2 separate regions of the Sus scrofa genome follow, and region 1 is linked to region 2. The links are chromatin contacts, called in public Hi-C maps. All regions are on one chromosome and are shown on one strand. The core of a region is the stretch at or near the end of the contact, and the rest is flanking DNA. Distances in the headings are between cores, read along the strand shown.

Region 1 (3,211 bases), core at 31-2,530, 200 kb after region 2:
CATAAAAAAGAATAAAATAATGCCACTTACAGCAATGTGGACGCAACTAGCGATTCTCATACTAAGTGAATTAAGTCAGAAAGAGAAAGACAAATACCATATGGAATCACTTACATGTGGAATCTAAAATATGGCACGAATGAACCTATCCGCAAAACAGAAACAGACTCACAGACATAGAGAACAGGCTTGTGGTTACCAAGGGGGAGGGAGAAAGGGTGGGATGGACTGGGAGTTTGGGATTAGTAGATGTAAATTATTACATTTAGAATGGATAAGCAATGAGGTCCTGCTGTATAGTACAGGGAACTACATCCAATCACCTGTGATAGAACATGGTAGAAGACAATATGAGAAAAAGAATGTATATGACTGGGTCACTTTGCTGTACAGCAGAAGTTGTCAGAATGTTGTAAGTCAACTATAATAAATTTTTTAAAAAGAAAAAATATCAGTTCTTCTTAATGGGAAAATCAGTTACGATAAAAGGAACCGACTACCAGTTCTCTGTGGAGATAGATGCATTTTTAAAAAAAGATCTGCTGGGATGAATTTCTAGTTAATAGACTATGAGGGGGAGTTTTTATTTTTAACTCTGGGCCCTCCCAGGAACACTCTGAAATCCCAACTCCACCCAGTCCCCAACTGGCTCAAAAGAGCAAGGTAAGCGAATTGGTGCCTCCTCTACAAGGCTGGCAACCTCTAATCTGGCATCATGTATTATTTAGGACTTTCAGTGGGGGGTGAAAATTTTAAGTCTGGCTTCTAAGAAGTGTGTGGTATGTTTGGGGTTGGGTAGACCTAAAAATATTCTGAAACAACAAGGGTAAGTGTTATGAGTAGGGTATCCAGAGTCCCCTCTTCTTCCTGCAGTGAAGTCCAATCATCCTGCCCACAGAGAACTGCCTTGATGGGGAGAGAACCCCAGAAGGCCCTCACACAGGACAGGGGTAGTGGAAGGTGGGAGTGAGAGAGGCGGTGTTGCTAGGCAACCGGCTGCTGGCCAGTGTTGCCCTGGTGATGCTGGTTTGTGTATATGAGGTGGGTGCTCCTGGGTACTTGCTGAGTGTCTGTATAAGCAGGGTGGACTTTTTCATTATGATGCATTCCTGGAAACCATGCCATAATGTGGTTTGTCAGAATTTCCCAGAGGAACAGCGTGAGTTCTCCTTGAGGGGTTGCATTCCTGACTAAAGATGCAGCCGGAGATAAATCATAACTGTGATCAACAATCTGTCATAAGCAGAGGGCACCAGTGCCCAAATATCCTCGATGAGTTCTAAGGCTAAAATTACCCTATAGGCCTCACCACAAAGCTATTACCTGACTCCATGTGAACCCCCACGGACCATGTTCATTCATTCCCTCATTCACTCATTCGAGGGCTTTAGGGGTCATTGTGGTTCACTGCCAATATCAATTCCACTTCAGAGGATTAGTCTTCTAAGCCAGCATTATGAGCTGTAGACCTACCCCCACTACCTCAGCATGGGACCTGATCTGGAAACAGGGTCTTAGCAAAGGTCATCAAGTTCAAATGAGGTCATTAAGCAGGCCTCATGCAATATGACTGGTGTCCTTATTAAAAGGAGAAATTTGGCCTCAGAGACAGGCATGCACAGAGGCAAGATGGTGGGAGAACACAGGGAAAATTCCACGTGAAGACAGAGGATTGGAGTGACACATCGACAGGGCAAGGAATCTCAAGGATTTGGAGCAAACCACCAGAAACTAGGAAGAGGGAAAGAAGGATTTTCCTTTAGATTTCAGAGGGAGCCTGGTGCTGCCAACACATGGACCTAGGACTTATAGCCTCCAGAGTTGTGAGACACTACATTTCTATTGCTTCAAGCCACGTAGCATGTGGTATTTTGTGATGGCAGCCCCCAGGGACCTAATATGACTGGCCATGGTAATCCTAGCCTCTTGGCCCAATCCTGGCCAAGGAGCTACAAGGAGCTGGGCTGGATTCTGAGAATGGTTTCTGCTTTTTGCTCTGTAGGTGCTTGGATGTGACTCTGGGAACTGCTACCGTCATCATACTGCAAGTCTCAAGGGCAAAGCCCTTCCTGAGGAGGGCAGAGCGTAGACAGTAGGGATCCAGGACCGCTGCCCTTGTGGAGTCTCTCCTTCAGCCAAGCTGGAGCGAGCCCAGCCTCTGCAGTTATGTTGTGTGATCTCATACATTTCCCTGTGGTTGAAGACAGAAGGTGAGGTAAAGTCTCCTCACTGACACCAGGGTCTTCCACATGCAGCACATGTGAATCGGCTGTCCTGTGTGTTCAGCACGTCTCCCTGTCACCTCCCTCATGCAACCAACCCGACTCCTGCCCCTTCCCAACTGACTATGCTGGATCATTTGCAAAGGTGACCCTACCAAAAAAAAAAAAAAAAAAAAGGTTTTGGGTTTTTTTTGGGGGGGGCGGTTGGGGGGGTTGTAGGGCTACAAATACAGCATATGGAAGTTCCCAGGCTAGGGGTCCAATCAGAGCCACGGCTGCCAGCCTACACCACAGCCACAGCAATGCCAAATCCAACCCATGTCTGTGACCTACACCAAAGCTTCCAGCAATGCTGGATCCTGAACTCACTGAACGAGGTCAGCATCCTCATGGATACTAGTTGGGTTCATGTCTGCTGAGCCACAACGGGAACTCTCCTGTAGCTTCTTTTATGATTTAGCCTCAGAAGTCAAGCAATGGCCCTTCTGTTACATTTTATTAGTTTCCAATGAAATCACAAGAATTAGTGGCGTAAAACAACCATGGTAAGCCCTGAGCTTCCAAGTAAGGTTGCCATGCTATAAGGATTCCTGGGACATACAGAGAGGCCTCTCACGGGTATTCCAGCTGACAACTCCAGCTGACAGCCAGCTGGTGTCAAACTCCAGAAGATTCCAGCCCCCAGCTATTGAGTCATCCCCAGGCTTGGAATCTTCCCCCTGGAGGCCCAGGAATCAGAGATCAGAGAAAAGCTGTCCCCACTGTGCCCTAACACACAGACTGTGTGAGTACGAGACAATGGTTATTTTACACCACCAACTCTTGAGGTGGTTTGTTATGCAGCCATGGTTGTGAAGCACCTAAGGTGACACAGCTAGATAGCAAGAGGAGCATGAGGTCAGACTTTGGCCCTGGAATTCTGCCCCCAGAGCCCAAGTTGTTACCTACAACTCCTTCCAGCCTCCCCTCAGAGAGCGTTTTGTTTCTAT
Region 2 (3,536 bases), core at 937-3,436:
CAAGCTGCATCTTTGACTTACACCACAGCCCATGGCAATGCCAGATCCTTAACCCACTGAGCAAGGTCAGGGGTTGAACCTGTGTCCTCATGGAATACTAGTCAGATTCGTTTCTGCTGAGTGACAATGGGAACTCCTCACCTGTGCTTTTGATTGATAACATCAATTATCTTTCTATGAGCCCCAATTTGAGATGCTTGTGTGCAGGTGCTTTTTCAGAGGCTCAGAGATGAAAGAGTTCTTTTCAAAGGTGAAGAGCCTTCTCTGCGGAACGGTTTCGCATTCAAGGATAACCCTCCCAGGTAGGTATGTGGCCTTTTATAAATGCAACCAGGAAAGCATGCATGCAGGTGGTGGGAAGCAGAGGGGAGGCCGGGCATGCCTCTGGCGTGGACTAGGCAAGCTGGCTCAGAGGGACAGCATCAGAAACGGCTTTCAAGTTGAGCACCACCCCACGTTGGTCACCAACCATGCCACCGAATGAATCCGTTAGTAGGCAAGACGCTCACGTTAGCACAACCAAGGCCACGGCGGTGGAGGGGGCAGGGGTGGTCAGGGCGCACCGGACGGGGCAGAAAGCGGGCAAAGGGTTAGTACCACTCTCTGAAAATCGGCAAGAAAACCAGTCACCTCAGAGCAGAAGTGTGTCAGCCAAGAAGTGGGTGGAGCACTGGAAGGCTGAAATGAGCTGACGGCCACAGTGTAAGGTTGGAAAGAGAGAGACAGAAAAGACAATTTAGTGAGGGCAGCAAGGAAAATGACGGACAACAGGAGAAGGCACGGGAGTTGAAAACCAGGCAACCGTTAAACAAAAACAAAACAAAACTTCCCCGAGGAAGTTGCTGCTTCTTAGGACAGATGAACCTTTCTGGCGGTGGTCAGCAACAGGGGGTCCCCTGTTCTCCACCCCCCGCGCCCCCCCATCCTCTCTGCCCCGGTTTTACTCTTCTGCCTCCTATTCATTCTTGAACATGTTGTGGAGGCTTAAAGACGTCTGCCCCCTCAGGATACAGCCCTGTGTTCTGGTGCTGCCCCACCAGGAAGGTTCAAAGTCTTGGAGCATATAAACATCTCAGGCTTCTTGACAGGAACACCCTGTCTCCCCAGAGTAATGCAAACCAGACTCCTTGTGGCTATAAGGGACATTCTCAGAGATCCTAACTTGGGCTTTGTGGAGCCTCCTGCAAAGCATTTCATCCTGCCCCAGAACAGACGGTCATAACAAGGACACAGCTGTGCACGCGTTCCCATTGTGATTTTCTAGAACCAGGCATAAAATGCATCATGCCCCCCCCACCCTGCGCCCCATGAAAATACCAGCAAAAATCTGGAAAAACACAAGGCGAGTCATAGGACTAAGAACAGCTCCCAAAAGGACAGAGGCGCCCGTTCCCATGGAGTTGGCCACAGCCGAGACCCTGATTCACCTGAGGACTTAGGAAAGTGCTTAGAGAAATGCCTCTCCTCCTCTTCCCATCCTAGAGAACGTGGCGTTTCAAAGCCCTCCAGTGGTCTGGCTCCTAACCCACCAGGCTCCATCCTTAGTTCATCTAGAGGATCTTTCAAGTGTTACAAGGCAGAGAATGGTCTCCGCCCAGCAAACTCTAGATAAGCTGAACACAGAAGAAGGCCTTTCTCTATGAGCTATCTCCACTGCTTGGCCAGCCCCAGCGGCCCTGCCTGTCCAGGCAGAGTGGAGTCGGGAGAGCTGAGGCCTTCTCCAGAGGCCCAGAGTAAAGAATGCAGGTAGACCTCAGGCCTGTTTTTGTCCTTAATAGGGTGTATTTCTTTTGCATGAGTTAATAACAGCCTCTACTCCCAGGCTCCCCTGCCAGTCAAGACACAGGGGAGCTTCCCCCTAGAGGTCAGACACATTCCTCTGCTAGGACAGTGTGGAAATAAATGGTTTCTGACTGCTTGACCAAATATGCACGGCAGCCGAGTGGCTAAGAAGCCAGGATGTCTGCACGCCATGCTCACGGGGCAGGCCACGCATCCCAGAAATGATACCCTGAGGTGCTAACGAGGGCCCTTCATCCCAAAGGACATGATGTGAGAAGGCGGTTTCTTCCGTCGGCCTGACCACTGCGGACCCTGAATGGCCTTGGCTCAGACTGTAGCCTGGGCTGGGGACATCATGGTGGGGGGGGGGGGTTGCTTAAAATGCCACCAGCTGACATAACTCCTCTGCACCATTGCATCAGTTTGATGGCACTCTGTGTGGTCAGGAGCCAATGGGCTTTTGCTGCAGTGCTCATTAGTGGGGAAGCAAAAATGTATATTTGTAGCAATCAGCTTGAAACCCTGTGGTTTTACGTCATTTGGCAATGGATTTGTATGGGGGGAGGGGGGACTTTAAAGCTACTATTTTACATTGAAACAAGGGAGCCAAACAAAGCTCCTCTCTCTGGGAGGACAGATAATAGGCAACCACACGCTGCCATGTGCTCCTGAAGTTTTAATTCTCTTTTATCCTTTCTGTTCTTTTCTTCTAAATTATTGCGTTTTCAGGTGGTTAAAAAACCGTCTTTGGTTGGCACGTGGTATCCGGGCACATAAATCAAAAGGCACTGGTCAGGAGATGACACAGTCGCTTTGGTTTATATAAAAGCCCAAATCATTCACGTTGCAGGTGGCAGCGGCTATTACAACTGACTGCAGCGTGGAAGGGGTTTGGACTACCAGTGATAAAGGTCAAACCTGTGTCTAGAAAAATGGACACGCACAGAAAAACAAATGCTTTCTCTTGGCTTCTTGAAAGTTAAACATTGAAATGTAAACCTAGAAACATGGCTCGCTTTGGTATAAAAGTACAAAGCTACAAAAAAAAAAAAAAAAAAAAAAATCCTTCATGTCCTGCTGGCCCGAGCACCGGGAGCAGATGGTCACGGTACCAGGCCAGGTGCAGGTGGCCGATGGGAAACTCTTTGGCTTTGAGCTAATGGGTTCACACACACGGGGCTCCCTGGCCAGAGCCCGAGCTGACTGCCCACGCTGCCATCTACACGGGAAATGTTAACGGCACTTTGGGGCTGGGTTTCAGTGCAGCTTGTCCGGGAAGCATCCGAGCAGCCAGTCGCGGATGCTCTCGAGGGATTCCTCGGACTCCCGGTACATGGAAGCCAGGGCCTCGGAGAACACCCACAGGAGGGGCAGCCCGAGGCTCAGGAGCTCGTATGTGTAGCAGTAGTTGTAAGCATTGTCCCTGATATGCTGGCTGGCGGCGCGCAGGAGTCCCTGAATCCAGTTAAGCAGCCTCCGGGGAAGGTGAAACAGGCCCCATGGCAGCCTGAGGGACCAGCTTAGCGCCTTCCTAAAGAAGGAATTGGGGATACCTGGGGGGCTGCCTTCCGGCATGCTGATGGCAGCAGCAGCGCAAGAACTTTCGGGGGGCGGGTCTCGCCGAGGGGCTTCTTGCTCTTTCCACATCCCCTCCTCCTGAGAAAGAGATCAAAGTGAGGCCACTTATGCTGTAGGGCACTGGGAACGATATCTCAGCATGGAGCATGATAACATGAGAACAAAGAGGGTCCGTG

The links. Hi-C and Micro-C count contacts between places; a contact is called where the count stands out from the background.
Region 1: a contact with region 2 is called in a Hi-C map of embryonic fibroblasts, with 1.9 times the contacts expected there. The contact joins two enhancer-like sites. A contact is called at or near these places in 1 of 47 Hi-C or Micro-C datasets (embryonic fibroblasts) and 2 of 2 datasets of contacts at active chromatin or transcription factors (alveolar macrophages and skeletal muscle).

What each region holds. Positions count from the first base shown.
Region 1 is chr2:47,334,326-47,337,536 of Sscrofa11.1, forward strand. It overlaps LOC102160616 (a long non-coding RNA gene), which reads left to right. Exons shown (of 4, transcript XR_301761.3): 4 at 2,003-2,372. Among named protein-coding and RNA genes, the nearest start is that of MICAL2, 34 kb to the left of the region's middle. Within about 2 kb of position 1,281, at least 6 of the 83 cell types and tissues checked have an H3K27ac peak or open chromatin away from gene starts, as enhancers often do. A contact at or near this core is called in embryonic fibroblasts, where this site is marked.
Region 2 is chr2:47,132,740-47,136,275 of Sscrofa11.1, forward strand. MICAL2 (F-actin-methionine sulfoxide oxidase MICAL2) reads right to left here. Exons shown (of 38, transcript XM_021083313.1): 26 at 3,336-3,438. Among named protein-coding and RNA genes, the nearest start is that of PARVA, 110 kb to the left of the region's middle. Within about 2 kb of position 2,187, at least 9 of the 83 cell types and tissues checked have an H3K27ac peak or open chromatin away from gene starts, as enhancers often do. A contact at or near this core is called in embryonic fibroblasts, where this site is marked.